Regions from separate parts of the Mus musculus genome. Here region 2 is linked to region 1. A link is a contact called in public ChIA-PET data. All regions are on one chromosome and are shown on one strand. Each heading gives the region's core, a stretch centred on a gene start, on an enhancer-like site or on the middle of the called end of the contact. The rest is flanking DNA. Distances are from core to core; before and after follow the strand shown. Region 1 overlaps Gm17767 (predicted gene, 17767). Region 2 has its middle 19 kb from the start of Gm33795.

Evidence for each region. ChIA-PET counts read pairs in DNA pulled down with a chosen protein or histone mark.
Region 2: an RNA polymerase II ChIA-PET map of memory CD8 T cells shows a contact between it and region 1, with 9 read pairs. The contact joins two enhancer-like sites. A contact is called at or near these places in 3 of 39 promoter capture datasets (liver, pre-B cells and stem cell-derived epiblast-like cells) and 2 of 115 datasets of contacts at active chromatin or transcription factors (memory CD8 T cells and microglia).

What each region holds. Positions count from the first base shown.
Region 1 is chr1:51,511,688-51,516,210 of GRCm38.p6, forward strand. All of the region lies in intron 3 of Gm17767 (predicted gene, 17767), which reads right to left. Among named protein-coding and RNA genes, the nearest start is that of Nabp1, 36 kb to the left of the region's middle. Within about 2 kb of position 2,919, at least 57 of the 459 cell types and tissues checked have an H3K27ac peak or open chromatin away from gene starts, as enhancers often do. A contact at or near this core is called in liver and memory CD8 T cells, where this site is marked.
Region 2 is chr1:51,933,287-51,937,795 of GRCm38.p6, forward strand. No RefSeq gene overlaps it. Among named protein-coding and RNA genes, the nearest start is that of Gm33795, 19 kb to the left of the region's middle. Within about 2 kb of position 1,440, at least 117 of the 459 cell types and tissues checked have an H3K27ac peak or open chromatin away from gene starts, as enhancers often do. A contact at or near this core is called in liver and memory CD8 T cells, where this site is marked.

The sequences.
Region 1 (4,523 bases), core at 1,669-4,168:
TAATTTAGCATGCATGTTACAAAAGGAGTATCTCCAGTAGTAGAAAACAACTGTAAAGCATGAGTGCATAGATGTGGGCCTCCAGAAGGCAGAGCAGGTTGGCCCCCATTATGACGTCACCAAGGTCAACCCATCTATACTTTGTGAAGCAACTAGGAAACCAAGTAGGAAAGTGGCACACAGGCAGAAAGTCTGTATGAAAACAGAGGTCACACCCAAAAGCAGGCTCCTGCTGCTGCTGTGTTAACCTCTGCTACAGACTTGGTCCTGTCTAAGATGCTGTGATGTCAATGAAAAGTGACTACCTGGGTCGATGGTGGGAAAGTGCCCCCCCCCCCAAATTCAAGTCAAGCTGTTTCCATTAAGCTGAAATATAAACCAGGCATCAGGAGGACAAGCAAAGGAAAAAGTAACGTTGATAGAGAGCCTTGTGTCTGTAAGCACAGCGGCACTGAGCTAACTCAGCTCAAGACAGCAGCTAAACCAACCTCTAATATCAGGTGTGCCTTTCCTCTAATCCAGACGTACATCATGAACATATTAAGTTCTCACCATTTTTACTAGCCGTCTTCGTCCCTCAAAACTACGTATCAGAAGGCAGATGAATTCCACGTCCCTTGGAGAAAGGACGGGAGGACAGTTACAGAAGACTTTGGTGTGACTGTTGTCAGGAACCATGGATGTGATTAATGCTTTACTGTGGAAATCGATCAAAATGTGTCTATGTTCGACTGGTGACCTGTGCAGTTCTCTCATTCTGTGTCCCCAAACAAATAACATCTCTAATCTTTCTGTTCTCTGGCTGTAAAACAGGCTCAATAACTGTATTCACAGTTGGGTATAGTGGCTGTCCTGTATTTTCAGAACTTGGCAGGCTTGCACAAGAGGTTGCCAAAAGTTCAAGGCCAGTCTGAGCTAGAGACTGAGAGCCCAGGTTACAGAGAAGGACCTTTTCTCAAAAAACAAACAGATAACAACAATGATATTTGTACCTGTGATGTTCTGATAATAAGATGAAATAAGAGGAGCATGGTACTTAGAACAATGCCAACAAAATGTTAACTAAGAACAATAATGATTTCCTAGTAACACCAGAGTAGACACCAAATCACTGAAGACCACTAATCTAATGGTCTCGAGTTCCATGTTTAGCAAAATCATTTCACTGTTGAAATGGTTCCCTTACAGTGCTGACGTTAGCCCCTCCTGTGCTCGTTTTTAAGTTAGCATATGTTAAGAGCAACATATGAATTAATAATTAGAAAAGCATTTACCTTAAGTTGCATAATATTTGGTTCAGCACTCTTGGACAGCTCATTCCACAGCTTTGGGTCTCCAAGGAAACTGGGTTGGCAGCTGAAGAGCAGGGCTAGTGGAGCTACCTGCCCAGCCCATTAGGTGGGACCAACCTACGGGCTCACAGATTGCCCACTCCTTCCAGAAAGCCCCAATACATCCCCCCACACCTTGTTCATGAATTTCAAACTGCTCTGGCTCCTTTTTCTTGGTAAAGCAGCCCTCAGTGTTAGTCAGTGACCTCAGCGGACCCAACAGCCACCTGTTTTCCTGCACGTGGCTTCAATTGACTGGGCTTGAGTAATTTCACAGCAAGGTAATTACATCAACAGGTTGGCTCAGGTTTTGTGCAAACTTAGAACCTGTTTTGCACGGTGCAGTTTTAGTGTGGACCATCTTTCCAATATATATACATATATTGTCTACAAGCTATTGGCTCTGAGAAGCATTTACATTTTAATTAGGAGTTTTCAACCCCCCCCCCCTTCTACTCAGTCAAGCTGCTTATTTTCTTCCTTCTGGCAGCTTCAGAGGAAACAGTTTAGGTTGCCTTGTCTTGCCAAGCCACTGAACCAAAGCGCAGTGCCTTGCAGAAGCACGAAATCAAGTCCTGATTCATCAAATGTGCTTCTTGTCCAGGCTTTTTCATGGGGACTCTGAAATGAGCTGCTTTCCTTGCCTCCTCCTGTTCTCTGGGAGAAGCAACCTTTTAATATAGCGCATACATTCAGCGTTCATTGAACTTGTTCAAGAAATGAGCTTACTTTTGGTGTATCATCTCAGACAATGTTCTTAATCATTTAATCCTTTTCTTTATTTACAAAGAAATACTACTGCCAAGAGGTAGTGGCACATGCTTTTCATCCTAGCACTTGCACTTGGGAGGCAGAAGCAAGAGGATCTCTATGAGTTTGAGGCCAACATGGTCTACAGATCCAGTTCCAAAATAGCCAGGGCTATTACACAGAGACCCTGTCTTGAAGAAAAAAAAGAAATGCTGTTAAACATTATCCGGTCTGTCTTAGTCAGGGTTTCTATTCCTGGACAAAAAACATCATGACCAAGAAGCAAGTTGGGGAGGGAAGGGTTTATTCAGCTTACACTTCCACACTGTTGTTCATCACCAAAGGAAGTCAGGACTGGAACTCAAGCAGGTCAGAAAGCAGGGCCTGATGCAGAGGCCATGGAAGGATGTTTCTTACTGGCTTGCTTCCCCTGGCTTGCTCAGATTTCTTACTTATAGAACCCAAGACTACCAGCCCAGGGATGGTCCCACCCACAAGGGACCCTCCAACCCTTGATCACTAATTGAGAAAATGCCCCACAACTAGATCTCATGGAGGCATTTCCCCAACTGAAGCTCCTTTCTCTGTGATGACTCCAGCCTGTGTCAAGTTGACACACAAAACCAGCCAGTACACAGTCCCATCCTCCTTCTAAAACATACAGAAAGCATTCCCTTGATGACACACAGCTGTCACCAAGCATTAGTCTTTGGACTATGTGCTGACACCCACAAGGGCTCCAGATTAGAAGGACCGCTGTTCTCAGCATTAGCTCGTCCTGCACTGGTGCCCCTGCACTCTAGCTCTGGCTTCATGTCTTCCTGTTTCTTTCTCTTCTCACTTGTTATTTCTGATCTGCCATGAGTTAGGAAATGACTTAAGTGTGTTTCCTAGAACAAGGGGCTAGACCAGCCTGTTCCTAGAATTCAGTGCCTGGTGTAACACTTCACAAGTGAACTTCATAAACATCAGCACATGCTTGCTATTAGTTAGGATGCTTACAGCTAGAAATAACTCATAAGAGCTTCAATCTAGGAATACATTGCCCCCTAGTTCTGTCTCCTCCTCATGGTTGGGTTCATCCTCCTGGTAGTAGCAATATGACTTGGCGGTCAGAGACACATCAGGGTTCCAAAAATGGAGAGATGGTAGCAACTGCTGTACCTCTTTCAAGGTAAAGGCAAGTGTTTCCCAGCTGACTACCTACTCCAGATCCGGTGTTACCTTCTTCTAAACTCACCACTGGCTTGGAATCTAGACTTCTGGGGAACCAGCTGAATGCCCTTAAGAAAAAAAAGAAGTGTGGACACTGGAAGTGGACCAGAATGCTTGCTCGAAATGGGCTGTTCTGCTGCTGATCTCTAAAAATAGCTTCCCTGGCTTGGAAGCTGTGTCTGCAAGTGGCTCACATTTGGAGCAGATCACTTTTAGAAATGTCAAGAATTGTGGGAGATAAAATTGAATAGTTTCCGGGGACATTTAGTTGGCATAAACAGAGAACTGGAGACAAGGTTTGATGTGGATCCTCTGTGACTATTATGGCACTTGAGTTAGTAGAGCAAAAGTCTGCACAGTGCATCACACACACACACACACACACACACACACACACACACACACACGCTCAAAACACAGTGACAAATGTGGCCTTGGATTTTTATGCTGGCCCAGAATCCTTCCAACCGTCGTAGGCAAGTGTGTCAAGCAGCAGTGATGGCCTATCCCGTGTTTTCTTCTCGGGGAACACTACAAAGGTATTTCACAGATACTTCAGTGTTAAGCGACATCATAATACCTCATCTCCTTGGATTAGAATGAGTTGGAGCATGAAAGCCCCTCCCCTCTCCACAAAGCTCAGTACACAAAGCACTAACTGGTCACACAAAGCAAGGAAATGGACAAGGACTTATTTTTGGTCCAATTTCCATCTGGTCAAACTTGCTACTATGTCTGCTTTCTCACAGAGCATATGCAGAATGTGTGGTTCTTGCTCATGCCTGAAAGATTAGAGTGACCTAGTGTGGTACAAGGACATATTCCAGAAGGCAGACTGGCTCCAGAAAGCATCAGTTTCTCCTCCCACTCCAGAACCTTTGTGCACTGTCAGCACGTCAAGCTGTGAGAGGCAATGCCAAGATGTCTCAGATTTCAGAAACCATGGCAGTTGATTTGATCAGAACAATTTACCCGAATGAAACTTCACCAAATACAGCTTGGCCAAAACCAAAGTATTTGTAGTTTAGTTTAAAATTTATTTTAAAGACAATCTGTTCAACAGAACAATTATTACAAGTAATTACTTACACAAAATGGGTAAACACACGTAGTCTCTTCTGTGTGCTAGTAGCTTTGAACTTAATATAATTACACATTAATCATAATTATATATATATATATATATATATATATATATATATATCATAGGGTAACTTTGTCATTTTC
Region 2 (4,509 bases), core at 190-2,689, 420 kb after region 1:
TAAAGCCCAACCAATTCCTTTTTTAAAAAGAAACTCCATTTTGTTCGAGGCCAGGGGCTAAACTCCAGTTCCAGGAATAAAGTCAGAGTCCTCCTGAGCAAGTACCCTATGACAACCCATCCCCCTTAGCAACAGCCAGTGAGGCTACAATAGCAGGGTCAAGATAACTCAAGACATCCTGCAGAGAATAAGTAACTTATCCATCCTGGTGGTCCGATGGCTTCGTTCTCATCTTCAGTTCCTACGGAGTACAGCAGAAATGTAGTTTTTAAAATATTAACTTGCTGACCTGTATAGATGCATGCCCCAAGTTTGCTGTATCCGCAATACAAATCCTGAACCCCTAGACTCAGGGCTCTCACTCTGACCCACTATGATGGTGAGAGAGACCTTGCTCACAATAAAGACCGTTACATGGTTTACATTGGAATTGGCTCCTTAGTGGTCTTTGGGTACATGCAACTTGGGCTTAACAGCCTCCTGACAGCAATCATTTAAATCAACTCTCTCAAATCTTGAAAACCTTGGCTGCCTGACTCCTCACCCAGCACTTGCCTTCTGAGAGGGAACCATCTAGACGCGCCACTTAATTACTGATACTCAGGAACTATGTCATAAGTTTGTTGTTTTGAGCTAGGATAATTTATTTTATGTAGTAATGGATAATTCATATATTATGTAATGGTACAATATTATATGTTTGGTACAGTATTATAATTGATTTGATTATGCCATTTCAGACCCTGTAGGCATTTAATCCATGGGACACTGTAGGAATGCTCTTCTGTGAGCAACAGAGGGTTTCTCTCCACCCTTTCCTTGTGCCAAGGTCTTCTTTTAATTTGGGCCATGGCCTTTGACATTGTGTCTGATTCTTAATTCAAAGACTACCAAACATGCTCCTCCCACAAAGAGCGGCCTCCCTTCTAATTGACCAGTGTTGCTCCAGTTACGAGTCATGTCATACCTCTGTGACGTGGCCTAGAGTTGCAGCTCAAGATTTTATAGCCATATTTATACCGCCTGCACAGCATGGAATGAGGCCAGCAGAAGTTGCACCCCATGGCTCTATAATCTGCTCTAGTCACCCAGTTTGGAATAGGACTGATTAGAGGAGCTTCGAGAGATAAGCCATCGAGGCTATGGCCTAGCTCCATGTCCTTGTTCTGTAGGATCCCGTCTCAGTGATGAGTGAGAAGGTTAGTGGCTTGTGCAATACCAGTAGACACACTTGAAAAGTGAGTCCCTCCCTGCCTATGCAGTAACATCAGAGCATGAGGGTCCTAAGTGTAATTTCTGATCCAGCAAGCTAGACGTTTAAAACCTGATGGGTGATGACCACAGTGTCTGGGACTTCCTCTCACTGTGTACCATTCAGAGGGCAGATGCGAAACAGGAACATGAACAATAGATAGAGTGGTCTGCCACTTCCTCTTTCTGCACGTCGGGGAAGTTTCATTCACCAAAACAAAGTTATCACTGCTCTGTAAAGTGACAACTATGTCACTTTACAGCACTGTGTCAATACAGAAAACCAGACAGTCACAGCTCCCTGGCACAGAGGCACCCAGGAAGTGGGAACTGTCTAGTGTTAGAGAATAAAGTGAAGATGACTTACTGAACCACCATCCTCCACTTTTAATTCAACTTTATAAGGCAAAACTGGTAATGGGTTGGAAATAAAGGAGAGAGCACAGTGGTGGGAGAAAGCAGGACTCTATGATCATCACTGCACTACAGAATCCACCCTAAGCTCTGATCTCAAGGCAAACCCTTCACTTTAAATGAGCCTATTATGCTCACAGCAGATGCAGCCAAGAACAGGAAAAGCCAGGTCTGCCCCACTGAGCATTTTTCAACAGAAGGCTTAGGGAATTTGTTTACTATCCTGATAACCTTTACTCCAGACCAATGGCCCTCCTCTGGTTCTGTTTTTAAAACCTGAGTTTGTCAGATGAGGAAGGCTAAGCCAATTAGCCAGCTGAGCTAAGTCAGAGTTTAAGAGGAGTCCCTAGAGAAGGCCCCATCCTGCCTCTCATGTCAAATCTATCCTAACGTGGTGTCTCCAGAGGTAGAACCACAAAGACACTCCATGAGGACATTGGCCCGCCTCTGATTTGGTTTTACATTTTCTCTTTGTGTTGTCTTTGTAAGGTATGATGATTATGATGTTTGAGCCTGTCTTCCCAAATACAGCTCCTAACACATGATTTCAGAGTTCACAGAAAGAAGGGAGAATTGAGAAATGGACACGTGTAATGGGATTAAATGAGACTTGGTTTTGCCGAGTTCCCGGTGGTTCTAAACACAGCCTATATGATCCCAAACAACAAGAGCCATTCTGCAGTTTGCATGATTAGTTAATGAGCACCTACTAAGCACATGGAACTGAGGTAGTGCATGATACTCTAAGAACATTACACTTCTATTTCATGCACAGAGTCTTTCAGCTCCTTCTAAAGCTGAAGACAGAAACAATCTTGTCTTTAACTTCAGCAGAAAGTTCCACACAGAGAATATTTTTCAAAGTATCTTCTCTCCCATGGAAAGGTTCTCTAAGCAGGCACTGCCTATCTTTACGAATAAATTGTTTTTAAAAGTTTACCTCACAGCTCATATGCAAATTCTTATTGGTAGATAAGAGAATAACTAATTGCAGTAGATGAAGAAGTTTTCTTACATGATGCATTTAGATACCGTTATGGGAATCTTTGGGGTGGGAGGGAAATGAGAGAAATTTTATAATTCAAGGATATGGACCTTTCCACACACCCTCTTTTCCTTATAATTAACTTATTTCCTCACTGAAGAACAACACATTTCCTCAAGCTAATATAAAATATATTAATAACAAAGAACCTCTGCTCCTTCTATCTTGGAAGTAAACCCTACAAAGCTCTTGGGATAAATTCTGGGAGCACCACGCAGTTCTTTGAAAGCTGGAATTTGTATCTTTAGAGCGTTTGTGAAAGAAACGTAGCTCAGTGCCCTCTGGAGTCACTTGTTGTCTACCACAGGCTGCAGTAGTTATATTGAAAAAAGCGAGCATAGAATGTTTGAAAACATTGTTCTGAGGTATGCTCCTCGGGGCTCTCTCAGAACATGCTCCAACAAGCTCTTCCTAGCCAAGGAGAACTCCTCTGGGACTCAGAAAACCTTTACCATCCCAATACAGGTCTTTTAGGAAATTTGGGAAAGGGAGAGGGAAATGAAACTATTTTCCCAAGGCAAAGACTTCTGGTTAGTAGGAACAAGTATAGAGTCTGGAAGTAAAATAATTGAATGGCCTTTCTGATTTTAAACATGTCTTTTTTAAAAACGCATTTCCGGCATGTGGGAGACGTGGGTAAATAGTTGGTAAGTGACAGTAATGTTGTAGTGTGGATGACCTGGGATGAAATATTCTTTTTTGAAACAGTTCGTTTTTTATTCAGAGTGTCTTCCAGTCTTAATTTTATTGACCTTACAGGTGGCTTCAATTTTTTTCAAAAGTGTGATGTGACTTCTATTTTTATGTATTCAAACCTACTTCAATATTAATAATTATGGCTGTGACTCTCAGCAGAGGGTGTTCATTGGCTCCTTTGAACAGGGCTCTGCGGGGAGGGGGGGGGAGGGAAGATCCTCCCAACCCCTGGTTTGGAGCCCTCAGCAGGGGTAAAATCACTAATGAAGCAAGAATTTCTCTTGTTTATTTTTCTAGAAGAGAAAAGAAAGACTCTTTGAAAAGACTTCTATACTAAAAAGAAAGAAAAACACAAGGTTGTCTGTGTTCTTCACTTCCTGTCCAGGCAGTTAAACAGAAGGATGAAGGTCTGTCTAAGAATTAACTCTGGAACCCCGAAAAAGCCTCACAAATCCCAGAGCCCACAGCACCCTGTCTGGGCCTCCCTTATCTGTTAAGGAGGACAGAGGACCTAATTCATGAAGTAGTTTGAATAACGTGTAAAACACTGGAACAGAAAAACAGATGCACGAAAACTGCTCATTAAATACTGGTAGCTTTGGGTAAAGGTAGAAATAGCCTTGTAATGTTGGTTGGAAGAGTTGAAAGTTTGGATGTAGCTCTGTGACAGAGTGCTGGCCTGTCACATGTGACCCTGTCTTCAGTGCTAGAGTTTTCACTAGATCACTCAGGGACAATAAAGAACTTGTGGAAGAAAGACACTTGGTCCTGCACTTTCCATAGTAGGTTCCAGCAAGCTCAAGCAGACTGCTAGCCTTCCATAATCTGAGAGAACTAGAGAAGCTGTTAGAACAGAGGTCATGGCCCAGGCAATCGCCATCCATAGAGGGCATGGTACCTCTGTAATGACAATAGTTGTACCCATTATTTATTGACTGCCTTTGGGGTGGGTTAGCATTATGCAAATATTGTCCTATTTGCCTTTGAACAGACTCTCTGAAATAGCTTTACAACTGACAGCAAGAATTCAGAGAGCCTAAATAATTTTAATGTGAGCCGCTAAGACCCCAAATGAAAGCACAATCCTACATTTACTCCTTAAA